5 separate regions of the Mus musculus genome follow, and all the other regions are linked to region 5. Evidence: chromatin contacts called from public HiChIP or PLAC-seq and promoter capture Hi-C data. All regions are on one chromosome and are shown on one strand. The core of a region is the stretch at or near the end of the contact, and the rest is flanking DNA. Distances in the headings are between cores, read along the strand shown. Region 1 holds the start of Wdr47 (WD repeat domain 47). Region 2 holds the start of Ampd2 (adenosine monophosphate deaminase 2). Region 3 holds the start of Psma5 (proteasome subunit alpha 5). Region 4 holds the start of Trim33 (tripartite motif-containing 33). Region 5 holds the start of Ddx20 (DEAD box helicase 20).

Evidence for each region. Promoter capture Hi-C pulls out the DNA fragments that hold promoters and counts their contacts. HiChIP or PLAC-seq counts read pairs in DNA pulled down with a chosen protein or histone mark.
Region 1: a promoter capture Hi-C map of pre-B cells shows a contact between it and region 5, with 5 times the contacts expected there. The contact joins the promoter of Wdr47 here to the promoter of Ddx20 in region 5. A contact is called at or near these places in 3 of 39 promoter capture datasets (hippocampal neurons, liver and pre-B cells).
Region 2: an H3K27ac HiChIP or PLAC-seq map of extraembryonic endoderm stem cells shows a contact between it and region 5, with 12 times the contacts expected there. The contact joins the promoter of Ampd2 here to the promoter of Ddx20 in region 5. A contact is called at or near these places in 1 of 115 datasets of contacts at active chromatin or transcription factors (extraembryonic endoderm stem cells) and 1 of 9 other capture datasets (liver).
Region 3: a promoter capture Hi-C map of pre-B cells shows a contact between it and region 5, with 2.4 times the contacts expected there. The contact joins the promoter of Psma5 here to the promoter of Ddx20 in region 5. A contact is called at or near these places in 2 of 39 promoter capture datasets (hippocampal neurons and pre-B cells).
Region 4: a contact with region 5 is called in a promoter capture Hi-C map of pre-B cells, with 6 times the contacts expected there. The contact joins the promoter of Trim33 here to the promoter of Ddx20 in region 5. A contact is called at or near these places in 2 of 39 promoter capture datasets (the C10 cell line and pre-B cells).

Annotation. Positions count from the first base shown.
Region 1 is chr3:108,588,132-108,592,787 of GRCm38.p6, forward strand. Wdr47 (WD repeat domain 47) reads left to right here and starts at 3,147. Exons shown (of 15, transcript NM_181400.3): 1 at 3,147-3,466.
Region 2 is chr3:108,084,034-108,088,067 of GRCm38.p6, forward strand. Ampd2 (adenosine monophosphate deaminase 2) reads right to left here and starts at 2,633. Exons shown (of 18, transcript NM_028779.5): 1 at 2,185-2,633. The coding sequence starts at 2,194. It overlaps Gm12500 (predicted gene 12500), which reads left to right and starts at 1,943. Exons shown (of 1, transcript NM_001358018.1): 1 at 1,943-3,978. The coding sequence starts at 2,193. The coding sequence ends at 2,810. It also overlaps a transcript of Gnat2 not described here.
Region 3 is chr3:108,254,806-108,259,361 of GRCm38.p6, forward strand. Psma5 (proteasome subunit alpha 5) reads left to right here and starts at 2,121. Exons shown (of 9, transcript NM_011967.3): 1 at 2,121-2,500. The coding sequence starts at 2,472.
Region 4 is chr3:103,277,463-103,281,967 of GRCm38.p6, forward strand. It overlaps Trim33 (tripartite motif-containing 33), which reads left to right and starts at 1,831. Exons shown (of 20, transcript NM_053170.3): 1 at 1,831-2,984. The coding sequence starts at 2,417.
Region 5 is chr3:105,685,441-105,689,860 of GRCm38.p6, forward strand. Ddx20 (DEAD box helicase 20) reads right to left here and starts at 2,131. Exons shown (of 11, transcript NM_017397.3): 1 at 1,684-2,131; 2 at 1,199-1,293. The coding sequence starts at 1,987.

The DNA of each region.
Region 1 (4,656 bases), core at 1,897-4,396, 2.9 Mb after region 5:
TACACCTCAGCCCCTTGTCCCATGGTCTAAAACCAAACACTGAGAAGATTCATAATAAATCTTACCAGAGTTATTAGGGGCAGAGCCTAGATCCTGGCAGCCCTAGTAACCTAGGTTCAGTCACTGGCTCTTCAATATGCCAATTAAAGCAATAGCAAAAGGCAGAGAAAGATTTCTTCAATGTGACCACATTAGGAAGAAGAACAAAGAAGAACAGTGACCCTCCAAGTCCCTCTTCATGGAGTTTAGGTTCAATCAGAGGGCCAGAAGCATGCATTGGCTAAGCCCTCTTGGTCTGGATTTCTGCCTCTGGCAGTGTAACCAGATGTCAACATTGTTGGAAATCTTCCTGGGGCGCCCCCCACCCCCCCAGACAAGGTCTTCCTCTGGCTGGCACCAGGCCTTTCCCAGCGTGAGATTCCCAGTGAAATTCTAATTTCCTAGGGACTAGTCTCAAGAGTCTGGTAACTGAAAGGAGGGGCCCACATTTCCCTTCAAATGTCTTCATTCCTGCCAAGCTGCTTGTGGTGGTCTGAATGAGAATGGCCCCCTATGCTCAAATATTTGAATGCTTAGTTACCAGGGAGTTACACTATTAGAAAGAATTCAAAGAGTTAGGAGGTGCTGCCTTGTTGGAGGAAGTGTGTCACTGGGGGTGGGGTTTAAGATTTTAAAAGCCCATGCCAGGCCCAGAGTCTCTTGGCCTAAATTCAGGATGTCTGTTTTCAGCTGTTCCTCTAGTATCTGCCTGTAGGCTGTCTTGCTTCTTGTCATGTTGATAATGGACTGAAGCTCTGAAACTGTGAGCCAGTCCCAGATAAAAGGTTTTTTCCTCTTAATTTATTTATTTATTATATGTAAGTACATTGTAGCTGTCTTTAGACACACCAGAAGAAGGCATCAGATCTCATTACAGATGGTTGTGAGCCACCATGTGGTTGCTGGGAATTGAACTCAGGACCTCTGGAAGAGCAGTCAGTGCTCTTAACTGCTGAGCCATCTCTCCATCCCTAGAAGCTTTTTCTTATAACACTTGCCTTCATCAGGTGGTCTCTTTAGAGCAATAGAATAGTGACTAAGATACTATATGATTTTCTTCTAGGATTTAGGTGAACTGGGCAATTGATGTTTTGAAGTTCAGATATTTTAATTTCTCCCTGAAATTAAAAATGTTCTCTCTACAACTTTTAAACTACGACTTATCTTTTTGGGTTTCCCTCCTCCTCCCTCTCCTCCTCTCCCTCCTCCTCTCCCTCCTCCTTCCTCTTCTCCCCCTCTTCTGTGCATGTGTATATGTGTATGAAGCCAGAATTGATAGTGCTTGACTCTGATCACTCTTCATCCTATTCATTAAGGCAACGTTTCTCCTTGACAGAGTTTGACAGTTAGTCAGCTTGTGTCCCTCACTCCCATGATCCATCTCTGCTTCTGAAGCTCCGGGTTTACAGGTGGCCACCAGCCTTGAATAACTACTGATGATCCAAACCCTGTTCTTCATGACTGCATGGCAAGCACTAACCACAGACCCATCTCTGCAGTCCCATCTTATTTTGAGACAGACTCTTACTATGTAGCTGGGCTCAGACTGGCCTCCAATCTGCAATACTCTTTATCCTGCTGGAATTACAGGCATGCACCAACATACTTGGTCTTTAAAGTATTGTATTTATTTATTGGATATGTTATGTGCATACACAATGCTGTGACTCACCTGGCCATTTATCTTGAACTGGATTTTTTGTCTGTTTGTTTTTGAGGTCCCAGCCTTTGCTGGCTGGAACTCATTATGTAAACCAGGCCAGGTAAATCTCTCATAAGTCTACCTCTGCCTCCTGAGTTCTGGATTCTTTATGCTAAGGTTCCTGGAGGTTCAGCTCCTTGAGCAGTACGTATCTGGGGGAATACTACTACACAAATGTGTAGGAGTGAGGTTACTACTGTAAATAAAAGGGCAGTTCAAAACAGCAGCCTTGTTAAGTGCTTCAAGATAGGATTAGCTTTACACATGGAGAGCCTGGAAGGGGATGGTTTTCATGGAGGGAGATGGAGTACGGAAAAGGGCAAGGAAGGAGTATTTATTTCACTTAAGCTTTATTAGTTAATCGTTGGAGTAGAATTAAGAGTCAAACCCAGTGCACAGAAGACATTTGGAAGTGTCAGACAGGTTGTCCTAGCTACTTTTTTTATTGATGTGATGAAACACCACGACCAAGGCAACTTATAAAAGACAGCATTTAATTTTTAGCTCAGGGTTCCAGAGGGTTAGTTCATGACGGTCTTGGCAGTGAATGTGCCAGCAGACAGGGAGGCCTGATGCTGGAGCAGTTGCTAACAGCTTACACGTGATCCACAAGCACCAGACATAAAACGAAGAAAAGGCTGGCTTGGGACTGGAGAGATGGCTCAGCGGTTAAGAACACTGACTGCTCTATTTGGAGGTCCTGAGTTCAAATCCTGACAACCACATGGTGGCTCACAACCATCCATAGTGAGATCTGATGCCCTCTTCTGGGGTGTCTGGCGACAGCTACAGTGTACTTACATATAATAAATAAATCTTACAAAAAAAAAAAAAAGCCAGAAAGGACTGGCTCTTGAAACCTCCAAGACCACCCTCAGTGACATCTCTTCCAACTTGTTCACACCTAATCCAGTGGTTCTCAACCTTCCTAATGCTGCGACTCTTTAATACAGTTGCTCATCTTTTGGTGGCCTCCTCACCCCCAGCCATAAAATTATTTTCGTTGCTACTTCAGACCAGTTGGTTACTGCTATGAATTGAAATTATATGATATGTTACCCTCCTAGGAGGTGTTGGGACCCATACGTTGAGAACTGCTATCCTTATCTTTTCCTGTCAGTCCAGTAACTGGGGACAAGCATTCAAATGCATGAGTATGGGGGCAATTCTCATTCAAACTACCACACCTGTCCACGCTATTTTGGGACATAACATAGCGTCACCCGAAGGTTCTGGGCCTACATTCTCCTTACAGTCATCTCCTAAACCATAAGAGCAGAGAAGGCGAGGGCCAGGAGCCTCCAGGCGTCAGTCTTAGATTCTGCCCGCCCCCGTGTTAGGCCCCGCCTCTAGGCCCCGCCCTACCCTCCTGGGCTGGCCCAGCCGACTCTTCTGCTCAGGCACCTGCCTAGCCGCCTCGCGAGGAGGGGTCCTGAGGCGGCTCCAGGGACGAGCAGTGATTGGCTGCAGCTGGCGGCTGGAGCTCCGTTCCAGCGGCGCTTGACAACCGCAGTCCGCGGAGCGGAGCGGTCGGAGGCGGGATCGGGGCGGACGCGAGCAGGACCGGCTGACGAGCTGATGGATTGACGTGCGGGCTGCTTAGCCCAGACCGCCGCCCTCGCGCTCGCGCCTTAGACTGGAATTGGCTGTCTCGGGGCTCTGGCCGCCGGCCTCTCCTCCGCGTTTTCCTCCACCGCTTCTGCCGGCTCCGCCCGGAGCTCTCAGGTGAGCGGATTCCAGGAGGCGGGGGCGGGCCGCCGTGCACCGTGGGTTGCCATGGTCACCCGTCGCCACCTGTCACTAGCCTGATGCGGCGCAGACCCCACAGCCCCTTGGGCGGCGTTCGCAGCCGGGAGGAGTGTCTTGGGTAGGCTTTGGTGGCGACTGCGAGAAGATGGGATGCGGGCGAGGCCCGGGTGTCTCGGGGACAGGACCTGGGACCCGCCAGGCAATCTATCCAGGCCGCCACTGCTGGACCACACCTTCCCCTACTTGCCAGTCTGATTCGGGCGGCTGGGCGATGCCCCTCGCCCTGGTATGGAGTATCCACCTCGCCGCTGCTGAGGGGCGCGAGGAGGGCTGACTGGGCTGCATCTGCCTCGCCCCTCTATTGGGCTGGGGCGAGACTGAGGGCTGCGCGCTGGTCCCTTTCCCTGCTCGCCTTGGCCGGCGAATGGGTAGGGAGTGGCGGGGTTGAGGGTTTGTGGGGGATCCGGGTTTGCCCTTTCTGACGCCAGGCCAGTGGCTGTTAGGAGCAGTCCTGTGGGGTCTGGGAGGGTGGGGACAGGGGCATCGACTGAATTTCGAACGTGATTTGTTCCCGGGGACGCCTGCGTAAGACACCGGAGGTTATGGAACTCAGAGGGTTAAGCTGCTTAGCTGTATTGGGGAGAAAAAGATTGGGGCTCTAGCTCTGGGACGACGCCTTTGGCAAAGGGGTAGGAACCAAGTAGGCAGCGGCAGTATTTGACCTGATGATTTCCCCCCTGTACATCCAGACATGCAGCTAGTAACTACGAAGGGTGTCGTCTGAGGGGAGCTTTTTTTTTTTTTTTTTTTTTTTGGCAACTTGGTTCTCACTGCATAATGAGAGGAGAAGTCTTTGTTCCACCCAGATTCATCGGTTGAAATCCTGACACTTAGTTTCCCCCCTTTGTTGTAGAGAGTTCATAGAATGCTATAAAAAGTTAATGGCACAGGAATTAACATACAGGTTTAAAAGGGCTGTAAATCTTTTTCACAGATAATACCACTTCTTTTTTTTGGGGGGGGGTCTCAAGTGTTGGCATATGTTATGTTAGCATTTTACTAGAAAGGAGAAACGCCTAGCAGTCGAATTTTCTTTATATGGCACATTCTGGAGGTCTTATTTAGGTGGGAGATATAACGAATCATTGTGCATTAAGGTTTGGAGG
Region 2 (4,034 bases), core at 1,383-3,882, 2.4 Mb after region 5:
GGACTCACCAGAGGAGAAGCACAGGCGCTATCCTCCACTCTCCAAGCCAGGATCCATCTCCCTGGCCCTGTGCCAAAACTTGGCATCTACAGTACCACACATACAGGCAAAAGCCAAAGGGGACCACTCCATCAGCTCCAGGATTTCTGGTGCTTAGTCAATCACCTTTGACTGGGAGCATCCTCACTCACTCACTCAAGACTGCCTCACTAGGCCTTGACCCCAAGTAGAAGATGCTCTCAAGGTATAAGCACCTAAGGGTCTCTGGTTCAGCAACAGAGTAACCAGCACAGAGCTAGTCCCAGGGCATACACCTAGAAGACAGATGCGAGCACAGAGAATCTATCTCAGTACAGTACAAAGCCTAGATAAGCACAGTCAGCAGGATAAGAATAGGCCAGAGGCGGTTAGTCAGGGTGTCAATACAGGCAGCTATAAGGAGTTGATAACACCCAATCAATCATCGAAATGTCTTTCTTTTAGCCATTAGACTTGAGAGTTAAAGACACATCCCTGGAAGCACAAACTCTAGTAGCTAAGTCCTCACCAGGATGGACCACAGGGCCAGCTGCAGATGGTGCAGAGATGCCCACTTAGGTCCAAAGGATGCAGCGTACATAGCCCACCAGCCATTTCAAGGGCTCCCCACTCTCCTGAAGAAATTCACAACACAGGCCTGGAACAAGCCAACAGGAAGGACACTGGCAATAGGTGTTAGCAATCTGGTTGTGTAGGTGTTAGCAATGCATGACCCCATATGTCAGACCTCACCACCCCACTCACCAGGGAGGGAGTTCTAGATCTAGGGTCTTGGAAAGAATAAGTAAAGGCAAGTCTAGCCTGAGTCTGCCTGGTACCAATCAGAGTAGCCAGTCCGCAGTCAGTCCCACACCCTCCCCACTCCATTCACATACACTTCACACGCAGTCTTAGCATCTGCACAAGCTGACACGTGTGCATATACATCTCGTGGGCACCCACATCCACACCCACTCCTTGTTACGGAGGGCAGCACCCCTGACATGGAAACCTCAGGCACCCCCTCCCACCTCCCTCCCTGCGCCATCAAGTCAGCCAGTCAGCCGGGGAACCGGGGAACCGAGGTCGAGAGGCATCATTGCAGAGAGGGTGCTGCAGAAGGGGACCTTATCGGAGGCACTCAGTGGCCTGGACAAGAGGAGGGGAACCCATGCCTGAAACCAAGAACTCTCACCTGGAGCGGCAGCGGAAGCTTGCAGGCCGGCCCGCTTCTTAAAGGGATATTTGGCCTTGGACTTGCCTGGGCCAGGATAGGATGCCATGGCTGGGGCCAAGGCGACAGCGGAGGAACCTCACCGGCTGGGGCCAAGCTCTCCCACATCCAACCCCTTCCTCCGCCCCGCCCCCAGCGGGAGTGACTGATGCAGGAAGCAGCGCCCCGCAGGCGGAAGAGGCTCTGGCCACGATTTCTGATGTTGTCTAGGCAACCTCGGGGAGTGGGGCCTCCATCCTGCCCCTTATCCCTCTCTTCCCACTCCAGTCTTTAGAGTGCCCTGTCTGATGGTGGCTAGGGCCGGGGTCGGGATGCAGAGAAAACAGATGGAGCAGCACCAGCTCTAAGCTCTTTACTACCCTCACCCCACCTCGGGAACCCTCATCCCTTGCCAAGGCTCCAAGGCAAAGAAGCCAAAGTCCAGGCTAGGCTGGTCCAGCCAGCCAGAGAGAAAAATAATAGGCAAGAATACCGCCTGAGCTCCAACCTCAAAACCCATTTCCTCCAGGGAAGGAACAACGGTACTCATGAAAACCCAGAGCCTCTGGGGCAGAGCCCCCCTCTTTTCTTCTCCATCTGACCCCTGCTCTAGGGACAGCCCAGCTCCGGGAGGAGGCAGAACTGAGAATTCGAGCCCAGGAGGGAGGGGCCTGTCTTGGGAAAATTCCACTGACCGGCAGAAGCTGTCTCCTAGGAAGACAGGAAGAGTAGGAGGCTGGGTCTTGTCTGAGGTCGATGGGAAAGACCCCAGCCTACTCTGACCTGTCGCTCTGCCTGTACACTCAAGATCTGCTTCCTTGGACCCTTCTAGGAGCCGTTCACGTCCCCTAGGTCTTGCAGGCATTGCCAAGACCCCCCACCCACTTATCACCCGACCCAGGCACCTCTGCCTTGGAGTCCCTTTATCAACCACACACGCGCCACACACTTACCTGAGGCCATGCTGCCCAAGTCCCGCGTGGACCAGGAAGGCAGCCTACGAAAGTCTGCACAGCGAGGGAGCCGGGCTGAAGAGGGGAGAGGGCCCCCACCGGGGCGAAGTCGCGCCACTGGCCCCTGCACCCGCACTGAGAAGCGGGAAGGAAGGCAAGGTTTTCAAAATGGCCAGCTGGCCGGGGGGCGGACTCCCGCCGACTTCAGCGGCCAGACTGACCTCAGGAGACCCCGGAGTCGCGACCCCAAGCCTGCACTCAAGAGGAAACAGGCCACGTGCTCCCCAGAAAACCGGACCCGGAATTCGCCTAGGGTTCTTTCACCACTTTCTGGGAATCAATTAGGGATCCGGCTCCTGTGGCCGGGCTACGGGGGAGTCACGCAACAGGTGCGACCCCGCCGAAACCTTCCGGGCTGCGCGCCAATCTCGCGTACCCCAGGCCCCGCCAAGTCCGCGGCCACGCCCCGTTCGGCCACGCCTCTTGGCCTCCTGGCCACGCCCCAACCATTTTCCCAGTTCCCTTACGCCACGTGGGCAGCCTCCGGACCAGGGTTGGCCTTGGCTTGGCCCTTTGGTCTTGGGCGATTTCTGTGCGTCAGTTTCCTCATCAGTAAGATGGGATGAGGCAATGGAAACACCCCATCCAAAGAAAGGAGTTACTGAGGACTGAAGGTAAATCCCCTTTGCACAATGTCTGGCACAAAGTCAGGTAGCTATTATTAGGGTCCCAGAATCCATTTCAAGCAGAAGCCCTGCCCTTGAATTCTCCGCATTCCCACCTGAATCTATTTCCTTCTATCAGTCATTGGTAGGCAGGATGTGCCCTTCAAAGCCGGTTCACCATCCCACATTAATTTCTATGTTGACGTTAGACTAGCCAGAATGCCTAGGTTCAAATTCAGACATCTCCACCTACTTTCTGACTGATGGTGAACTTCTCTCTGGGTTTTACTGGTTAACTTTGGCTCTTACACCCGCTCTGATGAAGATAAAGGAGATAATTATAAGTGCTTAGACTTGTGCCTGGCCTGTAAGTTACTTCCCAATCAGTGTTCCTGGAAGATTTCTTTGGCCTGGGATCACTATGGCCAGCTCACTGATTTCTCCTTGTGGGTTATGAGAAATTGGGCTGTTTGAATAGGGCCACAGACACCCTCTCAAACAAGGATTCCTGCCTCCCAGGGGCAGCCTGTACCTACAGGAACCCTGAAAAGGAAAGTCCTCCCCTTTATCAGCAGCAGTTGGTCCCTTCCCTCGCCTCTCCCCTGGGGGAGTCTTTGCCCCCTCACCCAGCTGCTCTGAAGTCTCTCCAGCTGCTTTCAGTCCCTCCTCTCCCCAACTGGAACTCTGAGTCCTGATCCCCCATCTCTATCTGCATCTGATGTGGCCTCTAGGGAGTCTCCTATCCGCTATACTAAAACAAACTTTAAAAACTATTGCCTTAGGCTGGGGGTGTCAGCTCAGGGGCAGTATCCCTCTGCCTTACATGCGAAAGCAAACCCCAGAATTGCAGAAAAACGATGAAAATACAAATTTTTAAAAAACCCTACAGGTGGCCTCCATAAACTTGGGAGACCAGTGGGTTATGGGAATCCAGCTCACAGAGAATCAGACTAAAATAGAACAAGGAGAACCTTATTCTTACACCGTTACGTTTAAATATCAAAACAGGAACCACTAAAAGCATCGGATACAGGTGATGGTGTACTGAGCTGGGGCACGCATTATGTGGCTGTAAATACTAATATAATCTAAGAACCGTTTGGCAAAATAAAATCAAGTATCGCTATAAGTTGCACTGTTTTGACTCAGTAATCCACTTCTAACAAGTCTTTTTTTTTTTTTAAC
Region 3 (4,556 bases), core at 871-3,370, 2.6 Mb after region 5:
TCCTTGGATTCACATATATACCATCACTCCATACAACATTCAGACCTGGAGACCCATGGTTCAGGACCCAGGATCCAGACTTGACCCTCGGCTTTTCTGTTACTCATCAATGAGAACCTTTCCCATTCCATCTACCTTCTTCTGGCTCCTTCATTACTTTCCTGGGAAGGACATCTGGCTCAACTGTCCACGAGGGAGTCATTTATTGAATTATAGGCAAGACATTCTGTGATGTGCTACAGTAGAAAAACGATGTGACTATGTGTGTGAGAGCACATACAGCTTCTGTGACATCCCTGTCCTCCTCGATTACCTCCCACTTTATTTTTTTGATATACAGTCTCTCACTGAACTCAGAGGTTGAAAGAAAATAAGCTTTCCTTTTTTTTTTTTTAACCCACAATCAGCTAGAGTTACATTTGGTGTTGCCTACCTATAACCCCAGAATTTGGGAGGCTGAGACAGGAAAATGGCCTGGAGTTCTAGGACAACCTAAGCTACATGGTTTCAAGGCGGAGTAGGCTAAAAGTAAGTACTTTCACTAAAAGCAAAACAGAGAACTAGCTTTCCCTTTCAGACAAATATGGCTCATTACACGGCCTCTCCCTCCCTCCTATTCCTTCTCCTTCATGAAGGTATAATTGACAAACAGTAGTTGCTTACATTTACATTATAAAAAATGATGTTTAAAAATATTACTTTTGAGACAGGGTCTCTCTACATAGCCCTGGCTAGCCTGGAACTCACTTGGTATACCAGGCTGGTCTTGAACTTAGAGATTCCCTGCCTCCTGAGTGCTGGGATTAAAGGAACTATCACACCCAACCCAGAATGGTATTTTTAAAAAGACTTTTCAATGTGTGTGTGTGTGTGTGTGTGTGTTTGTGTGTGTGTGTTATGTGTGACACATATATAGGGGCCAGCAGAGAGCAGAAAAAGGCAGTGGATCCCCTAGAGCTAGAATAAAGGGTAGTTATGTGCAGCCTGACTAGGACGCTGAGAACCAAATGTGGGCATCTAGAAGGGAATCAGGTGCTAAGCTATCTCTCCAGCCACCAGAATTATGTTTTGATATAGGTATATATCACGATTAAGTTAACTTTCACTAACATTTGCCTTTTTTGGTAGTGATTAAAATCTACCTTCTTAGAAAAATTTCAAGTGTAAGATATTAACTCTAGTCATCCTGGTGTATCATATATCTCCATTAGGTATTAATCTTACCTGAAACTTTGTACTCTGACCACCTCACACCCCACCCCCGCCAAGCCTGGGCAGAGGTTCATGCATGCTATGAAAGTACTCTGTCACCGAGTTACATTCCTAGAGAGTCAGGACTTCTTCTTTTTTTTTTTGTTTTTTTTGTTTGTTTTTAAAGATTTATTTATTTATTTTATGTAAGTACATCGTAGCTGTCTTCAGACACACCAGAAGAGGAAGTCAGATCTCATTCAGGATGGTTGTGAGCCACCATGTGGTTGCTGGGATTTGAACTCAGGACCTTCTGAAGAACAGCCAGTGCTCTTAACCCCTGAGCCATCTCTCCAGCCCGAGTCAGGACTTCTTAACCACCTAACTTTCTTTGATAAATGATTCATTTACAATGTTTCTTAAAAAAAAAAAAAGCTCAAGTTGCTCTTCTACCCTTAGGAAGAGAAAACAAGAAGCACATACACAAATTAAGGTCCTTAAAAGCAGTGACTAATCTGAAGCTCCGATACTGAACTCCAGGTCTGGGTCTGAAACTTGGATAGTTAGGGTGGTGGTGGTGATGTGTACGAATCCAGGAAAGACTTGATAAAATAATCGTACCTATGCAAGAAATTGAAAAACGTTCTTGCTGATTAGAACCTATCAACTTTTAAAACTTTTTTTTTCAACAAGCCCGGCTGGCAGAACTGCCGGGCACGCTGGTAGAGGCGCACACATTTCTCTACCCAAGTCAAAAAGTCCTCAGCAAACCTAGTTCCGGCTGCCACCGAGCCGGGAAGACAGCGAAGAGCTGGGCAGGCGAGCGCGAAGTAAGAGACCGGTGTCCCCCGGCTGCATTTACGCGAGCTGGCGAGACTTACGTCACGATTCCGACAACCCAGTCATCAGGCCAAGTCTTGCAGCCATCCAAAGCGCGGCGTGCTCACTCCTCGACGACGAGGTTCACTCTCACCGGTTGCCTCGAGTCCCAGCGCCCGTAGCAACCAAGGGTGACGGAAAGCGGAAGTGCTCTCTAGTTCCGCCTCCCTGTTAACCCAGGTCCGGTGAAGAAGCTTGTCAAGTCCAATCATCGCGGCGAGAATATCAATCAGCCAATAAAAGGGAAGCACGGGAGGGCGGGCTAAAAAGGTCGCGTGCGCACGCGCAGACGGCTGCAGGGTCCTTGGTGCTGTGGCGGTGTGGTTGATTAGGGTGCTGCTTTCAATCGTGTGGCCTTTGGGAACCCCGCGTAGCCACTGCCGCCTCCTTCTGTCCTCGCCATGTTCCTCACTCGGTCCGAGTACGACAGGTTCGTACGGCGGGAAGCAGCAGGGTCGAAATTTGGGTGGGCGGGCCTGGGGCCCGCGCCGCGGCCTGGGTTCTGCAGTGTCATGGGGCGCCCGGAGAACCTAAGTCTGGCGGGACCCGGGGAATCTGGTTCCCGAGGCGCCCGGCGAGATTCCCCAAGCTACACTGCAGCGGACCCGTTGCACTTGTCCCGCTGAGTCACCGCTAATCCTGACTCCCCGCGGAAGCGAGAGGCTGGGGCTGCTTGGGGCAGGCGGCGGAGAGGGATCGGGACCTTTAACCTGGAGTAGATTAGGGGGACACCAGCCTTGCGTCCGTCTTTTCAACCTAAGTCTGACTGCTTAGGAAAAAGAAAAGTGAAAGGAGTTTCCTTGAATAGAAGCTACCAGAGACTATTGGATGAGTTTGTAGGAATCCGTCCTGTGCTGTACATTTTAATCTTTTTTGAAGAGCGAAGGCAGTTTTCAGCTATGCTCGGATAAATATATTGCCTACAATCTGGTTTTGTGGGAACTTGAATGTACAGTGGTTCTCAGAAGAGTTTTAATACACTGATTCCATTTGACCAAAGTGTGTGTATGTGAGAGGAGGTTTGAAAGCAAGTTAATTTTAGTGTTGTGTTGAAAGCTAAATGTTTTGTAAAGTCAAAGCTGTGTGGTTGTGTTTATTAAAAGAGCAGACAACCTAAAAACTTTCAAGTCTCGAAAATGCTAACTAATACTGTCATAAATGCTGTAGATACTGTAACTTTCAGTTTCTGTTTTGAGCAGTTTTGCAAACCACTGGGTTCCTTTAAAAGTTAGGGAAAGCAGACATTTTCTTAGTTCCAGGTTACCACTGAGAAATTACTTTTCTTGGCAAGTATGTATTGAGCCTGTCAAAATATATATATGTCATTCCAGGTGCCACAATTTTGACAGGCTCAATACATACTTATATATACACATATATACATACATATTAATCTCCATCCTTTTGCTGACTCAGAAAATATCGGTGAAGTTTTAAAACTATTTCCTGTTGTCAAGTAAAATGGTCGTTAACACTTGGCTTCCAGAGTATTGAAGAGAGTCATCTTTAGGTGATAAAATGTTAAGAAAATTGTGATCCTCATCTGAAAGGCTTTACTGAGCTTTGCCCATTTATTTATATGAACTAGTTGCTTTGTGGATTTTTTTCTTTTGTATTTGCTAAGACTAAATAAAGCCCAGGCCTCTATTTAGCTAATGTTCTTGAGCGTTGGCTGTGTTCAAGAAGCACTGTTTAGGGAGCTGGTTTTACAGCAGTGAGCAGAATCAAGATCTCTACCCTCCTGTTTGCAACAGTAACTGTAATGTGAGACAGAAATGTATTGATGTTACTAGAGGAATCTAAGGCAGCACTGGACGTTCTGATGAGAGGCTGCATTCATTGTTGGAGGTTGGGGAAAGCTTCACAAAGAAGCTGATAATTCAGATAGGTCCAGGGAAAGTAGGATTTCTAGTAAACCAAGACCATGAGAACGAACAGATAATAAAGGATGAACAAGGGGGACCAGTGAGGAAAAGGCATAACACATTTGGAAAAGTCCAGGCTGGTTACCACATATGTATGATGCATGTTATGGGACAAGTAGGTGCTATGGAAAAAACAGGATGGTGCCAGATACTGATGGTTCAATAGACTTAGAATTTGGACCTCACTCTGTAGGCACTGTGTGCTATCAGTTGGGGGTGTCCATGTACCATATACATGCCTGGTGTCCTTTGAGGCCAGAGGGTGTTGGATCGCCTAGAGCTGGAGTGACGGGTGGGTTTTAGCCAAGATGTCAGTGCTGGGAGTCAGAGCAGCAGCTTCCTCTGGAAGAGCCCCTAGTGCTCCTAACTGCTGACCCAGCTCTCTCTCTCTCTCTCTCTCTTTTTTGGGGGGGGGGGTCTTTTTTGGTTTTTGTTTTAAAAGACAAGGTTTCATCTATAGCCCAGGGTGACCTAGAGCCACGAGGCCTGGAGTTTGGGACGATCTTTTCTGCCTGAGTGTTGTGAGTTCTGGAGTTACACTCATGAGCTGTGTCAGTCTCT
Region 4 (4,505 bases), core at 581-3,080, 2.4 Mb before region 5:
TATATAATATTAAAAATCTACTTATTATTTAAGCTAGTATATATTTTATTAATTGCAAAAGTTAGGGATGCCGGGCATGGTGGCGCACGCCTTTAATCCCAGCACTTGGGAAGCAGAGGCAGGCAGATTTCTGAGTTTGAGGCCAACCTGGTCTACAGAGTGAGTTCCAGGACAGCCAGGGCTACAGAGAAAACCTGTCTTGAAAAACCAAAGCCAAAAACAAAACCAAAACAACAACAACAGCAACAACAAAAAGTTAGGGATATGTCTGAAAGCACTTTGTAAATTGGAAATTTCTGCTTATGTACTGTTGTATTTATTACTGGAATACCAATGTCCTCCTCCGTGGTCCTGGAAATACAGAAAAGCTGGTAGATAATGATTAGATGCAGAAATCCTGTTCTCTTTGATACTTGTGGTTTTTGAACTTAGTGACAAAGCATATGGAAGTTAATGTGTTCTTTGCATACCTTTGCACACCTCAGTGACATACTTCCTCCTGATACTTTCAAGCCGTTCTGCTCCCAGGTGACCAACCATTTAAATAAATGAAACTATGGAGGCCATTCTTTGTTTTTGTTTTTTCTTTTGGTTATTTTGAGACAGGGTTTCTCTGTGTAGTCCTGGCTGTCCTGGAACTCACTTTGTAGACCAGGCTGGCCTCGAACTCAGAAATCCACCTGCCTCTGCCTCCTGAGTGCTGGGATTAAAGGCGTGGGCCACCAGGCCTGGCCACATGGAGGCCATTTTTATTCAAACGACCACAAGTGTTATCTCCTATTTTTCCTTTCCTTGTTGAAGCCATTCCTCTCACACTAATTCCAGGGTCTCTGTTTGCCTTAGGCCCTTTGTTTTTTGCCACCTGCTCCTGTCTGGAATACTCTTGTGCAAGCCAGGTTTCTTCACCTTATCAGCAGAGCCCTTGCTCAATCAGCACAAATCCTTTACACTCGCCTTATTTTTACTCCAAAGCATTTATCATTTCCCCCGACATACTCTCCATGTTCATCCTCTAAACTGTCAACTTCTTGAAGGCAGAGAGTTTCTTTGTTCTCCTGCAGGAACCCCAACGTTTCTATCTTAACACGAAAGTCAGAAGAGATTTTGAAGGAATTGATGAAAAACGCTTTTCTGTGAATTTAAAAACTCACCCAAATAAATTTCCTGTATAACTACGGTCTAGGACGGGCTTGTGAGACTCACATTAAAACAGCTGTTGCACTTACATCATTTCCCCTCCCCCATTTCTTTTTGGAGGCAAGGTCTCCCTATGAAGCCTGATGCTTAAGCTGGCCAGGAACTCAGCAGTCTCCCTGCAGGTGACTACAGGTGGGCACTATATCAAGTTACACTTGTTCTGGCAGCACTGGCTAAATGAAGGTCTGATGGCAGCCTGAGGCGGAGAGGCCCGATACCAACAAAACAAAACCCTTTCATAAAGCTTCTAAGATTGAGGTGGTGAGGACAGTCAGCTGGCCCACCCGGGGACGCCGAGTGAGATTCTCGGGATATAATATTGGTTAGAAACATGGTCTCCCAAACTGGCACATCAGCCGCAGGGACTTTTCAACATTCATCTGGTTTTCAACTTCCTGATTCTGTTTTGGGGTGTGGCCCTGGCATCTCTGTTTAGAAAAAAGCTCATTTGATTGGCTTTCAGGTATGTAGCAACGTTGGAGAATCACCTTAAGAAGCTAAAAATAGCTATTAGAAGACTTCTGTCTCACCGCAGGAGCCTATATCTGGAGACTTTTGGGGTGTGTGTGTACGTGGTGGGGGGAACTCTGCGCAGCCGCTCTCGGGTGTCACAGCCCTCTAGAGAACGCGGTCCAGCAACACCCAGCGAAGACCCAGGTGGTCCGCACCTCCTCGGTAGGAGGCCTCCGCGACCAAGCGCGCGACAGGTGAAGCTTCCGCGGTGGCGCGCCCGTCGCTGGGGATGGCGTCGCCGTGGAGACGCTCGCTCGGGGGCGAACGCAAGCCGGCCTCCTACTCCTGCATGTTTTCCCTCCCTTCTTCCCGCACCACCGCGGCTTCGGCGCTAGCAGCCACATCATAGAGACCCAGTTCCACCAGCTCCTACCGAGCTACACAACTCCAGCCGGGTGGCAACAGACCACACCGAGGCGCGGAGCTGCATCGCGGTCTGTCCCGCGAGCGCGCGCGGCCGGAGTTCCCGCCTCCCTCCGGAGGACGTCGGTGCGTACGTGCGCGTGCCCACCCCTCCCGCCCCGCGACGCGAGGGCGGGGGCGCCGCGTGCGCGCGCGCTCTCGTGCGTTCGCTCGCTCGCTCGCTCGCTACTTCGCTCGCTCTCGGCGGCCGCTCTTGCTGTGGCTGCGGCTGAGGCTGGGGGCGGCGGCGGCGGCGCGAGCGGCGGGCGGCGCGGGGCGGTCCGGCGGGTTCAAAGAGGAAAACATGGCGGAAAACAAAGGCGGCGGTGAGGCAGAGAGTGGCGGCGGGGGCAGCGGTAGCGCGCCGGTAACCGCCGGGGCCGCCGGGCCCACGGCGCAGGAGGCGGAGCCGCCTCTCGCCGCGGTGCTGGTGGAGGAGGAGGAGGAGGAAGGCGGCAGGGCTGGCGCGGAGGGCGGTGCGGCTGGGCCCGACGACGGGGGGGTGGCCGCGGCCTCCTCAAGCTCGGCCCCGGCCGCCTCGGTCCCCGCGGCCTCAGTGGGCTCCGCGGTCCCCGGAGGCGCGGCATCGACGCCGGCTCCAGCTGCTGCCCCAGCCCCGGCCCCGGCCCCGGCCCCGGCCCCGGCCCCCGCTCCCGCCCCGGCTCCTGGTTCCTCGTCGGGGCCACCTCTCGGACCACCAGCCTCGCTTCTGGACACCTGCGCGGTGTGTCAGCAGAGCTTGCAGAGCCGGCGCGAGGCGGAGCCCAAGCTGCTCCCCTGCCTGCACTCCTTCTGCCTGCGCTGTCTGCCGGAGCCGGAGCGCCAGCTCAGCGTGCCCATCCCTGGGGGCAGCAACGGTGACGTCCAGCAAGGTGAGCAGCAGGCCGCACCCGGGAGAATCTGGTGTGGCGGCTTGGGGTGCCGAGGGTGCTCGGACGGTGCAGTGCAGAGAGGTCTCCGAGACGAAAGCTACGGCCCCGGGGACGGTTACCAGAGAAGCTGCACCGCCGGAGATATGGGGAGAGAGAAGGGAGGGGTGCCGGCTGCGAGGGGCTGGGGGAGGGGATGCTGAGAGGGAGGTTTGAGGCGCTTCTGCAGAGGGTGGACTAAAGAGACAGAAAAGGGGTGTACCGAACCCTCCGTGAGAAGTGAGTTGGGGTGGGAAGGCCTGGTCCGACAGTGTTGATAGCTAGGGGTTGGAATGGATTGCTTATTGGCCTGTTCGGTTAAGAGAAAGAGCTACCGATTAAATGGTAATAAAAGACATTGGAGTCCTTGGGTTAGAAGAAGGCACTAGGGTGACATTGCGATGAGGAGCTTGGTAAGTGATATTAGTTGTGAGGGGCCTGCGTGGTTAAGGGGAAATCCTGGGATTTGAGGATGAAGAGAGGAACTTGGAAGGGAAGAGTGTCAGGGAGAGTTGGGCTTATGTTATTTCATTTGTTATGCATTAATAGCTCAAGTATTCAGGGCACTGTGCTAGAACTGAATAAAATGCTCAGTGAGGACTCCTTCAGTCCAGTAGTGGAACCCTGTGTCACCTGAAGCAGTAGAGGTGTGGGTATCATGGTTGTGGCATTAGAAGGAAGGCCTGGCTGGAAAGCTTGAGTGACCACTTCGCGGGGGCGGACAGTATTCCCAGCACAGGACACTTTCTACAACTCTAACTAAAGGATGGTATGTAAGATGACTGGAAGTTAGATTGGATTAATTGGCTACATAGTTAAGGAAGTCCATCCTTCCAGTTTCTGGAAACTGTGTTTGGATTTGAGATGCCATATTGGATTTTTCTGTTTCCTAGAAAGATCTCTTGTGTAGTACTCTAGCAGGGTACTACATGCCCATTATGAAAGTGTTTCTATATAGAAATTAAATAAATATACTATGGGTAGATAACATCCTACAACTAATAGGCGTTCTGATGAGCTTGCTAAAAGGTTTATATTTCAAAGCTTTTTTATTTTTTAAAGATTTATTTATTTATTATATGTAAGTACACTGTAGCTGTCTTCAGACACTCCAGAAGAGGGGGTCAGATCTTGTTACAGATGGTTGTGAGCCACCATGTGGTTGCTGGGATTTGAACTCTGGACCTTCAGAAGAGCAGTCGGGTGCTCTTACCCACTGAGCCATCTCACCAGCCCTATTTCAAAGCTTTTGAATTAATTTTGGAACTTCAGGGAAGGGATTGTGGACTGTCCTAAAGGGTTGTTTGGTATTTATCCTGTAGACCAGAGGACCTTCCTGAAGGGTCTCTTTTATCCTAGGCTATAGGGTGACCTTGAACTTTTAATTCTATTGCTTTTGTCTAACTTCAGGGAGTACAGCCATTCATTCACCACAACTTCTGGATTTATGCAGTGCTGCTGATGGAATGGGGAGTGGGGACTTCA
Region 5 (4,420 bases), core at 881-3,380:
GACAGTTTCTCTGTGTAGCTCTAGCTGTTCGTGAACTCTCTCTGTAGATCCGCCTGTCTCTGCCTCCCAAGTGCTGGGATTAAAGGTTTGTGAGAGGACTATATCTCAAAGCTAACTGCAAAGGTTAGGTACCAAAGGCCCCAAGCACCACACAGTACAAACTGCAATGTAACTACTGGAAATGAACATACTGGTTTTAAAAAAAAAAAGACTAGGAAATAAGACTTTTTAAAAATCCCTTAACTCTGGGCACACATCACAGATTTGGGTACTTTATTCTCATTCTCTCTCTCTCTCTCTCTCTCTCTCTTTCTGATTTTCCCAACTATAAATTATTATGTAGTATTACTTTGATACTACATAATACACAGGCACTAATTATTTTAATAATATACCTTAAAAATATGATTTTTACTCAAGTTTGGGATTTTGTCTGTTGCCAAGTATTACAAAGCCAAAACTCTCAACACATCCTAAATCTCAAATAAATTAGCCAATGTACTTTAAAAAGTATATTCATTATCTCCCACGGTTTCGTGGATATAGAACTCAAAGATTCTAGACAACAAATACAAGAATCCTGGGTTTAAAGGAATCACATTGAAGATCGACCATCTCAAAAGCCCCCTTTTGAAGTCAGCCATCACTACACACTCCAGACGACAGTGTCAGGATCACATCTTATTCACTGTTTAATCCCTAGTGCCTACTATAGTATTTATATGTAACAATGGCTAAACAAAGCTTTTTAAAGAATGATCCCCCAAACCCAAAGCTGAGTAGGACAATCTTAAAACCATATCCCGAGGCAACCTAGAAAATGAGAGATCAATACAACACATACACAAGGCTTTAAGAACCACCTGAAATTTCTGCCATAGCACAGTACTTACTAATCCAGAACTTCTACCTTCTATGTCTAATCCCACTCTAGTCAGAAAGTAAATGAATTTTTAATTGTACGATTCCAACTGACAAATGGTCGAGATGTACTTATAACAGAAAATTCCAACTTTAAAATACTGGACGTAGCCTTGGCCACAACTCACCGACGTGACCATCTAGTTTACTTCCCTAACTTGCATACGCTTTGGTCCGGCCTCTTCAAACTCACCATCTGGAAGAGTTACTAGTTTGTCACGACTCTCAATAGAGTCACGTGCTACACACCCCCTTCCGGATCCTGAGTTAGACTCACCTGAGTACTATAGTTTTCAAGAATCAGAGAGTCCAGAGCAATGGTGGAGAATACACAAGTTTTTCCAGTGCCCGACTTAGCTTGGACAATTAAATCTGAGGAAGAAAAAAATTATATATATTACATATTATTACCTAGATTTACTGATGCCACCAGATACCAAATACGAGAAAGGAGAATGAAGAGGTTCTCTGCCATGAGGACCTAGTTGCCACCTGTATTTTTGGTTGACTCTCAAACGCGCAGGAGGTGTGCTTGATGCCCCAATCTCTTAACCACCGAGCTACCTCCCCAGCCCTTTGCGCCCCGAATCTCTGCCGCTCACCTTCTCCAACTTGGACTCCATGCTGGAAGAAAGTCCTACCCTCAAATTCAACTGCGCGCCTTAGAGCCTGGCTTAGCCCCGCGATGGCGCGGAGCCGGAGCTCTCCGGGGGCCACGCCGTCCCCTCCTTCCCCCCACCGCCGGCCGGCCCCGGTCCTCACCGAGCCCGCAGCGCCCCAACGGGATGGCCTTGAGCTGCACCGGAGAGGGTCTCTCGAAGCCGGCCGCCCGCAGACCCTCCAGCACCGGTCGCGACAGCAGCAGCGACTCGAAGTCCGCGGGCTCCGCCAGCACCACGTCCCCGGTACGTGTGCGCGGCCCGCCGATGTCGTGTGCGGTCCGCTGGGTCCACGGGGATGCCGGAGTCGGCTCCACAGCCTGCACCGGCGCGGCCGCACGCTCCGCAGCCATAGTGGACTCGGAGGTTGTCAAGGCCGCCGGGACTTCAAACGCCGCCGCCGCCATGGTAGCCGCGCCTCCAGATCTCGCGATATTTAGACTTGAGGCGGGGCTCCTGGGAGCGAGAAGGAGAAAAACTTTATTGGCAGCCTCCCGGAGAAGACACGGACACGCCTGGAAGCGGAGGGGAAGAACGGAAGTCGGAGGCTGTCACTCTAGGAGGGAGCAGAAAAAAAAAAAAAATGTAGCCTGAGAAAGAGGCGGGAAGAGCGAGGGAAGATGAGGCTACCGGTGTGTTGCCGCCTGCGGCCTGCAGAGGGCGCCGCGTGCCCTTGGTGGGCGCCGCCCGCTGCCGGCCTCCCGCGGCTCTGAGTGCCTGGCCGCGCGGCGGGGCTCCAGACCCGAGCGCCCAGGACGCGCTTTGTGACGCAGCTCGCGAATCGGTCGCCGTCGCCTGGGCTTGGAGTCGGCTCCTTGGGTCAAGCTCGGCTGTAGCCACGCCGAAGTCTTCGCGATCCGTACCCTGTCGCGTGACGGAAGTCTCCTGATATTTAAGTGGAAACCTGGACTGCACGCCAACTCCTAGGCTCTGCTTGATCGCTCTCTCGGAAACCCTAGGCTAATAGACGTCTCGGGTCCAACGGATCTTTTGTGTGCCCTTCCTCCGTTATGGGGTGGGCAACTAGCACACCACTTTCCCTTCCTCTAGACCCACTCATGTGTCACCCTGTCAAAGAGGCTTTTCTTGAAATCTTGAGTGGTTTCCATCCTGACTGCTTCCTGGCCTTTCCCATTATTCCCACCACTATCCCCGAGTTTGATTATTTGGTTTGATTGGCTTAGTTAGTTGGTCTGTTTATTTTCTAAATCAGAGTCTCCCTATGCCGCTCAGGCTGGCCTCAAATTGGAAATCCTCCTGGCTCAACTTTTCAGATACTGAGATGACATGTGTGTGCCACCATACCTGGTCAGGTTCTTCATGATACAACTACCTAAAATGTTTATTGTCCACCCCCCACCACCACCCCCACACACACTTTCCATGAGGACAGAAAGCTATTCTGATTTGTTCCCTTCTGTCTCTGGTAGGAGAAACATAATCTGGCACGTACTAAATACTGTTTTTTGAAAGAGCTCTTAGAACAAAGCTTTAGTCATGCTTCCAAATGTAAGCATATCTTTATTACTTTTCTCATTGATGATGATGGACTGAGTCTCAGAACCTGTAAAAGAACCCCAATAAATGTCCTTGGCCATGGTGTCTCCTTACAGCAATGGAAACCCTAACTAAGACATGTTTGCTTAGAAATTAACAAAGCACTAAGCAAACGTCCACTATCCAAATGAAGGAAGAGGAACTAAAGATCGCAAGCTTCCTCATAGTTGCCCACATCTTTCACCCACCCAATCCACAGATGACAAATCTGAGGATTCCTTTTTGCTTTGCCTTCACCCTCTTTCTATCAAACTACTGTCAAATACTTGTGTCTCCAAATGTCTCATCCACTCCTTTACCATCTCCATAGTATCTACCCTGGGTCTTCTGGTCATCCTAACTGTTGCAAAACCCTTCTAGATGGGCTTCCCTGTCCAGACCATGAACCTCAGAGGCACAGAAATTACTTCCTTTATCTTTCTTTTTCCTAAGAGTTGAATCCATGATGTTGGCATACTACACAAACACTTCACTGTCTAACCACACTCCCAGTTAAAGAGTGAAACTCATTCCTCACTTCTTCCTCTCTCTCAGTCTCTTTTTCTGTTGCTGTGCCAAAAGCACCTTTAGGGAGAAGGTTTGGGTTGGGTTTGGGTTTGGGTTTGGTTTTGGTTTTCTGGACCATGGTTGAAGATACAGTCCATTATGGTGGAAAAGTGAAGGCAGTAGGAACTTGAAGTGGCAGGTCACGTTACATCCACTTTCAGGAAGCGGAGAACAGTGGATGTTTGCAAGTGTGAAGCTTTCTTCACTTTATACATGCCAGGATCCCCAAGAGAGAATGGCCCTGCCATTATTAAGATGTCTTCCCATATCAATTAACCTAGCAGAGATAATCACCCAGGGCCCATCTCCAGGTAATGCTAGATCCTGTCAATTGGATAGGTAATGTTAACCATTACGTTTCCTTTCTCTTTTCAAGATATTTTCTCACATTTATAGAATCATTAGAAACACACTTTTTGTTAAGGTAATGAGAGGATAAATAAAGTTACAGTAGGGTAGTAAGCAACAGATGACATCTTTAAAAGGATCATTGCTTGTGTCTTCAGGTATTCAATCTGTGCCCCGTGCTTCACAATTATAAACCCAAAAAGAAAAACAGAGAAATGGGCTCCTATAAACGTGAGCCATGAAGTTCTTCTAGCGGGATGCTCTGCAGACAGAGAAGCAACGCAAATGAAACAGAGAAAGTAAGAAAGGAAGGAGACAACAGTGTGGTTGATGTTGGTGGAGGATAATTCTGATGGGGATAAAGGAGATGGACATGATGATGGCTGTGG